2 separate regions of the Pan troglodytes genome follow, and region 1 is linked to region 2. Evidence: chromatin contacts called from public HiChIP or PLAC-seq data. All regions are on one chromosome and are shown on one strand. Each heading gives the region's core, a stretch centred on a gene start, on an enhancer-like site or on the middle of the called end of the contact. The rest is flanking DNA. Distances are from core to core; before and after follow the strand shown.

Region 1 (3,741 bases), core at 235-2,734, 130 kb before region 2:
CTGAAGACAATTTATAGAGCATTCCGTATCTTTCAAACAAGGAAATATGCACCTGGAATATTTCTATCTTTCCTTGACAGAAAGCTCATGTTCTAGATGTTTCAGTTAAAAACTGGGCACCTGGCAAACACTTAAATCAGGGTACCTACCTTGGGCTCTTCAATCTGGAGCGTAATTACAAATTCGATTTTTGGTGGCAGCGCCTCCCTTGTGCCTTCCAAATACCTCTTTATATTCGTCAGGGCATTTACATCTTCAAGTTTTACTTCTCCTTGGTTAGGAAACATAGAAAACAGCATTTCCATCTCCAGTAGCTGAAGCTGAAGGCTTTCTTTCACCGAAGCAGACATGTTGCCTCGCAATCAGCCTGCTGGAAACCTCACAAGGCTCAGGGACGCTGGGTTTGTCAATGCCAGCCGGTATCCAGCGAAATTTCCCGAAGGTCCCTTTACGTGGAAGCAATTCTGCAGGAACGATTTGCACCGAGAGCTAGGGGCACAAACCAGACACTTACACTCTTCTTTATTTCCTGACTCCAAAATCTACTATGCACAACATCCTCTAAAACACTCCGTTAAAACCCATATTCTGCGTACCCGGGCTCCGGGTTCCCGCCTCCCGCACCCCGCACTAGATAGGGGAATCTGCACTTTCAACAGGTGTTGGGAACTGTCCCGCTGCAGGTGGCAGGCAGACACCTGCAGACGCTCTGCAAGCCTGAATTCTGGGAAAGGCTGGGGGCCGGCTTCCAATCCCACCCGGGGCTCGGGCTTGGGCGGAGCCAGACGCTGCGGCGAGAGAGGCCGCAGTGCCAGCAGGATGGGCTCCGAGTTCCCCAGCGCCAGTCGCCACCCCTCGGTCCTGGACTCGCGGACCGCCTCCCCCCGACACCGGGGTGGCCTTTTCGCTTGAGCCGCATTCCAGGGCTCCGGACGTTTACGATTCACTGGCCTCTGCCCCGAGGGACCCAGGATAAGGGTAGGGGGTGTCTCAGAGGTCATTAAATAAAAGATGTTTACAGTGAGCTGGGGGAAGGGGGTACCCGGGGAGACGGCAGCCGGAGAAGGCTTCCCAGATTCAAAGGTTTGGGAGATGACCTCGACGTCGGAGAGGGGGATGCGGGCCGCCGGCGGCGCTCACTGTGGGCGAGGTCGCCCTGTCCGAGGCCCAGCGACGGGGCTGATTCCCCACCCCCGCTCCTAGCCAAGACCACTAGGAACCCCGGCTTCCCAGGAACGCAGGGCCTGCCGCCCCCAGAGGCCCGGATTTGGAGGCGGAGGCTGTGCCTCCGCGGCCGCAGTGCTCTGAGGGCCCGCGACCCTCGGCCCCAACCCCCGGGCCACCGCGGGGGCCTCACCCTTTCTGGTCATTCAATGGTAACAGCCCCAGACCCCGCTCGGAACCGCAGCCGCAGTTCCTCAGGCGCCAGCTGCGCGCGACCGGCGGCGAGGCGGGGGCGGGGCTGGCGGATAGTCCTCTGCCGTGATTGGCCAGGGGGCGTGGCGACGAGCCGGAAGCCACGCAGGGCCACGTCTGCGGTTCTGAGGACTGGGTTTGGGTGCAGACGTCGTTGCTTGGGCGCTTCTCCGCTGCGTGTAGGTGAAGGGGGCTTCCTGACCGAGGTAAGCCGGGCCCCGAGGCTCGGAGTTGAGAAGGGAGACTACCGGTCGGCAAGGGCTCGGTGGGAGCGGGACAGGTCAGATTCTCGGCCCGACGGAGGGGCTAGTGATCTGGCGGGCGACTGACCGAGCGGCGGAGCGCGCGGGACACACCTACAGGGCCCTGCGCCCCGCGGGCGGGCTGGTCGGGCCGGGCCGCGGGTCTCCTGCCGGGGCTCTGGTACGTGGACCTAGGCGGGGACCTCAGGGTGGAGTGCCGGGAATCACCCTTGTGCGGTGATTCGAGGGTAGGCGGGAGAGAGGCACCAAGGAGATTTGAAGATTGAATGGAGAGTAGGGGGATACTCTTAACTTTTTGCGTGGACGCTGGATTTGGCAAATATGCTTTCAATAAAGGCATTCGCAGACGCATTGAAAGTAGTTGTAGGGCCTAAAACGCATGAAAGGATGAACTCATATTATCTGGACCTTTTTTTTTTTTAATGGCTTTTTGGAGTTAACAGGACTGGTTTACACTCTTATGAATAATCATGACACATAACTGACTGCTCAGTTTTTACAAATATGTATTCATCCTTAGGAAAGAGATCTGATCACTGTCTTGAACTAATTAGCTTACTGAATGCCAGCTTTTTCCAACTGGACAAAAGCAAGTATTTTTCACCATTTCTTGTAAGTTCTGTTCATTGAAGCAATGAAGGACAATAAAGAAAACAAAATTATGAGGCTAGCAGCTGGCGGACTGCTCCTTATCTCTGGGCTAATTGGGAATTAATTGACCCAGGAAATGTAGTATATGGACTACTGAAGGAAAACTACTGACTGAGGTTGGAAACCCCAAGTTCCACTTAATGGGAGTATCCCAGAGAAAGCAGTATTAGTGGGCTAAGGGCCGATTTTTTGTTGTTGTTTGTTTGGAGACGGAGTCTCACCCTGTCGCCCAGCCTGGAGTGCAGTGGCGCGATCTCGGCTCACTGCGACCTCCACCCGCGGGTTCAAGCGATTCTCCTGCCTCAGCCTCATGAGTAGCTGGGACTACAGGCGCGCACCACCACGCCAGGCTACTTTTTGTATTTTTAGTAGAGACAGGGGTTTCACCATGTTGGTCAGGCTGTTCTTGAATTCCTGACCTCGTGATCCGCCCGCCTTGGCCTCCCAAAATGCTGGGATTACAGGCGTGAGCCACCTCACCTGGCCTGTTTTTTTTTTTTTTTTTTTTTTTGAGGCCGAGTCTCCCTTTGTCACCCAGGCTGGAGTGCAGTGGCGCGATCTCGGCTCACTGCAACCTCTGCCTCCCGAGTAGCTGGGATTACAGGCGCCCGCCAACACGCCCGACTAATTTTTTTGTATTTTTAGTAGAGAGGCGGTTTCGCCATGTTGGCCAGGCTGGTTTCAAACTCCTGACCTCAGGTGATCCGCCTGCCTTGGCCTCTCAAAGTGCTAAGATTACTGGCGTGAGCCACCGCTCCCGGCCGATGTTTTATTTTTAAAAGTAAAGGAAAAAGGTGGCATTCTTTCGGAAGAAGATATTGCTAGTTTTAGAGCAACATCTTAGAAGGGAGTCCTGATTGTTTTTAGCAAATGGAAAAAGATCTGGGTAGTCCTGGAGAAGAAACTGTTGCCTTTTGCTTTTCCTTTAAGAATATGTCTCTGTAGTTTGGGAGAAATAGCAAAAGAACCACAAAGATTTCTCAGATATTTGGGGATATGTAGTTTCAGTCCACTCAAGAATCTGACTTTAGGCCTCAATCCGTCACCAGCTATCTATGTTAATTTAGGTTAGTTTCCCTTTTTGTAAAATGAAATGATCTTTGAGCTCATTGGAGTCTCTGAATAGGTGTAAAATCTTCATTTTAGTTGAGAGGGGACCAATTTAAGTGTGCCCGGGGTCCAGGAATAGTCCTGGAGCTAAAATGGGAGGAGAGTGGGGACAATCTGCTATCTGCCCTGAGTCTGCCCAGGAGTGGACAATCCAAGTTGGACAACATCTTCTAGGTAATTCTAACCCACAGGACTTACTCTCCTGCCCATTGCTCTGTCAAACATGGGGTTCTTTGAGGAGGTTCAGGATGAGACAGACCTTTTCGTTTGGGGTGGCAGTTTTTGAAGCAAATGGTTCTTA
Region 2 (3,424 bases), core at 164-2,663:
AACTACAAAATAGGACTTCTTTGAATGTATACAAACATTTAACTGACAACACTTACCTTACATTTAAGATTTGGGTTATGGTGTCACATTTTCTGGTTTGTGTATTAAATCAGGTGTTTTTAGTTCTTTCAGCACTAGGTACCTAATAATCAAGCCCACGTGGAGATTTGCTACTGCTTAACAATTACAGAGAATGATTTAGTTATCAGTTGTGGCCGAAAGTAATCACTAAAATAAAGCATTTAGACTACTCGTGGTTTTAATTTACTCATAACTTCAGTTGGCCCACCTAAATCACTGTGTTATCTATCAGGTGGTGAGTTACTTAGCACATAATGCCGACATATGTTATTCACTGTAGACCATATTAATACCCACAAACAAAATTAAAATGTGAGAACTTATGTCTGCATAGACAATGGCCAACAACATCAAAACAGATTTTTCTCTCTCTACAGTTCAGGGCCTATTTGTCAGGCAAACAGTTTCCTACATTTTTGGTAATTATCATTTTTTTTGACTGCTTTAGCTGGAGTCGAAGTCATTTTCCCAATCTTTACATTTCTCAAACGCCATAGAACTCTAAGATAGTGTAAAAATGTTCAAACACAATTTAGTTAGCTTAAGAAAAATAGTTGTGTGCCATTCCCCGCCCCCTCAGGGTACAAGACTGGAGGAGGCCCAAACAAGTGACTATTGTTATGTTGCAACTTTAAAAGGCTTGGGAATCAAAGGTGATAATTGTTAACAACACCCGTTTGACTCTTATGACTTCCTCTTAATAAACTTCGGTACTCCTTTCTAAGCCCCCTGGAGAACATGAACCATCGCGGGCCTACGTGTCTCCTCAATGCTAAAAGAACCCACCAGCCGAGAAGGCACAACGCCTCGATTCCTTCAACAAAGAGGTTACTCCGCGCGCCTCCATCGCACAGGTGCGACCTCTGCCCCAGCCTTGCGCACCGCTCCGCCCCAGCAGGGGAGGCTCGGGACCTGCCCCCGGCTCCCCGGCCCCGCCTCCGGCCTCCCTCACCTGGGGCCGCCCTCGCGCCTCTGCCCGGCCCAGGCCCCGGCCCCAGCCCTGGCCCTCCAGTCCCCGCGCAGCTCCCGACTCCCCGGAAACCAGAGGGCGGCCGACCAGCTTCGCGGCTGCTGGCGGGGCCGGAGCGGCAACACCCCCGACGCCACAGCAGTCAGACTCGCAAGGCGTCCCCGCGGCTCAGGACCTAGCCGGGCCGAGAAGGATGCTCGGAGCCGGCTACCAGCCTAGCGACCGCACTGGGGGCGGGGACGCTTTTACCTGCTGCTGGCTCGGCCGCTTCTCGCCGGCGCAGCTCTCCTGGCAACCACGGCAGCTACACCGAGACCGGGAGCCGAAGGGCCTAGTGACAGCTCCCAGAGTGCACCGTGCTCGCGCCCACGCCAGCGTCGACGTCTGAGGCCTTCGATCCCCGCCCCCGATCGGCTTCCTGCCTCCCGGCGCTAGCTGTTGCCACAGCGCCCTCAAGTGGACTGTCGCGGGAAGCGGCCATGGCTACCAATTTCAGGAGTGGCTAGAAAGGGGGTTAGCAGATGTTTTCATTTGAAGAGATAATAGGAACTGAAAACAGCTTTTAAATATTATTTGAATAGTTTCTCAATATTTCATATGAGTAACCTGCATCCCAGAGAGGTTAGGAGACTTGTGAAGTTAGGAGACAAGTAGTTGGTGTCAGATTTGGAACTTCTTTGAGTCTAGAGCTCTATCAATCATATCTGGTTACTCCAAGGTAAATTGCACCGTTTTGCCAACACCATACGGTAAAAAAATGAAAGTTTTTACAAATACGTAACTAAATATATAACAATCTTTTAAGCTAACAAAACAATTATAAAGAGTAAGCTGTGCTAAGGAAGTTGTATATTTCAATATAATGTGTCAATATTTAAGCATTCAATAGCCTCGGGTATTAAAGGTGGAAGATATGAAGAGTTGAAATCATCATCCTTCAAATAGATGAATTATTTGAGACCAAATAATAGTAAACTTTATTTTTTTAAGTGAGCTGTTGCTTCCATCTATAACTTCAAATTATTGTGATAGATATAATAATTTGTGCATCAACATAATAAACTTTAATCACCCCAAATACTGATTTTAGAAAAATTGTCAAGCTATTATCTTAAAATATATGACAGGATTTATTTATTTAGAATTTATTTATGGTTTAGGCTGGGCATGGTGGCTCACACCTGTAATCTCAGCACTTTGGGAGGCCAAGGTGGGCGGATCTACCAAAAACAGAAAAATTAGCCTGGCATGGTGGCGCGCGCGCCTGTAATCCCAGCTACTCGGGAGACTGAAGCAGGAGAATCACTTGAACCCAGGAGGCAGAGGTTGCAGTGAGCCGAGATCACGCCACTGCACTCCAGCCTTGGCGACAGAGCGAGACTCCGAAAAAAAATAAATAAATAAAAGCAGCTCCTTGTTTTTAAGAAGCCCTATTGTAATTCTACCCTGGTCTTATATTTTAATAGTTCTTCATTATAAGTATTTACATTATACCAGGTTCTTTACTGTGTCAAACTTTTCAAAACTATCTTCTGGTAGTAAACTTCTCCAACTTCTCTTAGTTTTTACTTTTGTGAAAGTGAATAGTGGAGCTGTACATACGTAATCATTCTCATCTTCCTTTTTTACCCCCTAAAAAATGGTTAGTCCTGATAGACTTCAGCCACACTCTTCTGCATTAGGTAACAAAGAACTTCCTTATATTTTTGCACCTGTTTCAATTTTGGAGCTATCCTGTCTAAGTTGAGAAGCAATGGCAAGTCAATTCTTGAAAATTTTGTCGCTTTACATAGAGGCTAACAAACGACCCTTGTTCATAAAGAGACCAAGATAAAGTGGGTTTGGGGCCGGGAATTCTGTTCTTGGATCTCCTGGGGACAAAGCCCACCTGTAACACTTGCCTCCATCATCTCCCTCCCTTCGAGCTAGCCAAAGGTGTGAACCCTGGGTCTGATTTTTATGGTCATTTCCAGGGATGCTAACGCGCCAAGTCACGCTCATAAGAAGCAGAGTGGGGCGATAGCTAGCCTCTCGCCGCCCACCTTTCTCAGCACTCTGGGCCAAAGCCTGGTTTTGAAAATGCGCGCCCCGCCCCGGCCTCCGGGGTCACGCGCCTTCTCGGTGGTGCACTCTCCGGCCGGCAGGTGGCGCTGTGAGCTGGTAGGCGGCGCCAGCCCTGCGATCTGGCACAGGCGCCTGCGCCGCAGCGGGGCTGCTGCTGGTTGGTTCGCACGTGGAACCTCTCCTGGTCCTGTTGACCCGGGCCCCTCGGAACCTCCAGCTTGGTCCGGTCTGGGACTGGACGCCTGCCATGGCGGCTTCTGCGGCGGAGACGCGCGTGTTTCTGGAGGTGCGGGGACAGCTGCAGAGCGC

The links. HiChIP or PLAC-seq counts read pairs in DNA pulled down with a chosen protein or histone mark.
Region 1: a contact with region 2 is called in an H3K4me3 HiChIP or PLAC-seq map of stem cell-derived excitatory neurons, with 2.8 times the contacts expected there. The contact joins the promoter of RWDD2A here to the promoter of DOP1A in region 2. A contact is called at or near these places in 2 of 7 Hi-C or Micro-C datasets (induced pluripotent stem cells and stem cell-derived neural progenitor cells), 1 of 1 datasets of contacts at active chromatin or transcription factors (stem cell-derived excitatory neurons) and 1 of 1 other capture datasets (stem cell-derived neural stem cells).

The regions. Positions count from the first base shown.
Region 1 is chr5:95,217,959-95,221,699 of NHGRI_mPanTro3-v2.0_pri, reverse strand. It overlaps RWDD2A (RWD domain containing 2A), which reads right to left and starts at 1,484. Exons shown (of 3, transcript XM_527440.7): 1 at 1,358-1,484; 2 at 150-489. The coding sequence starts at 350. PGM3 (phosphoglucomutase 3) reads left to right here and starts at 1,507. Exons shown (of 13, transcript NM_001279797.1): 1 at 1,507-1,622.
Region 2 is chr5:95,092,191-95,095,614 of NHGRI_mPanTro3-v2.0_pri, reverse strand. It overlaps DOP1A (DOP1 leucine zipper like protein A), which reads right to left and starts at 1,413. Exons shown (of 37, transcript XM_063813236.1): 1 at 1,301-1,413. UBE3D (ubiquitin protein ligase E3D) reads left to right here and starts at 3,240. Exons shown (of 11, transcript XR_010158087.1): 1 at 3,240-3,424.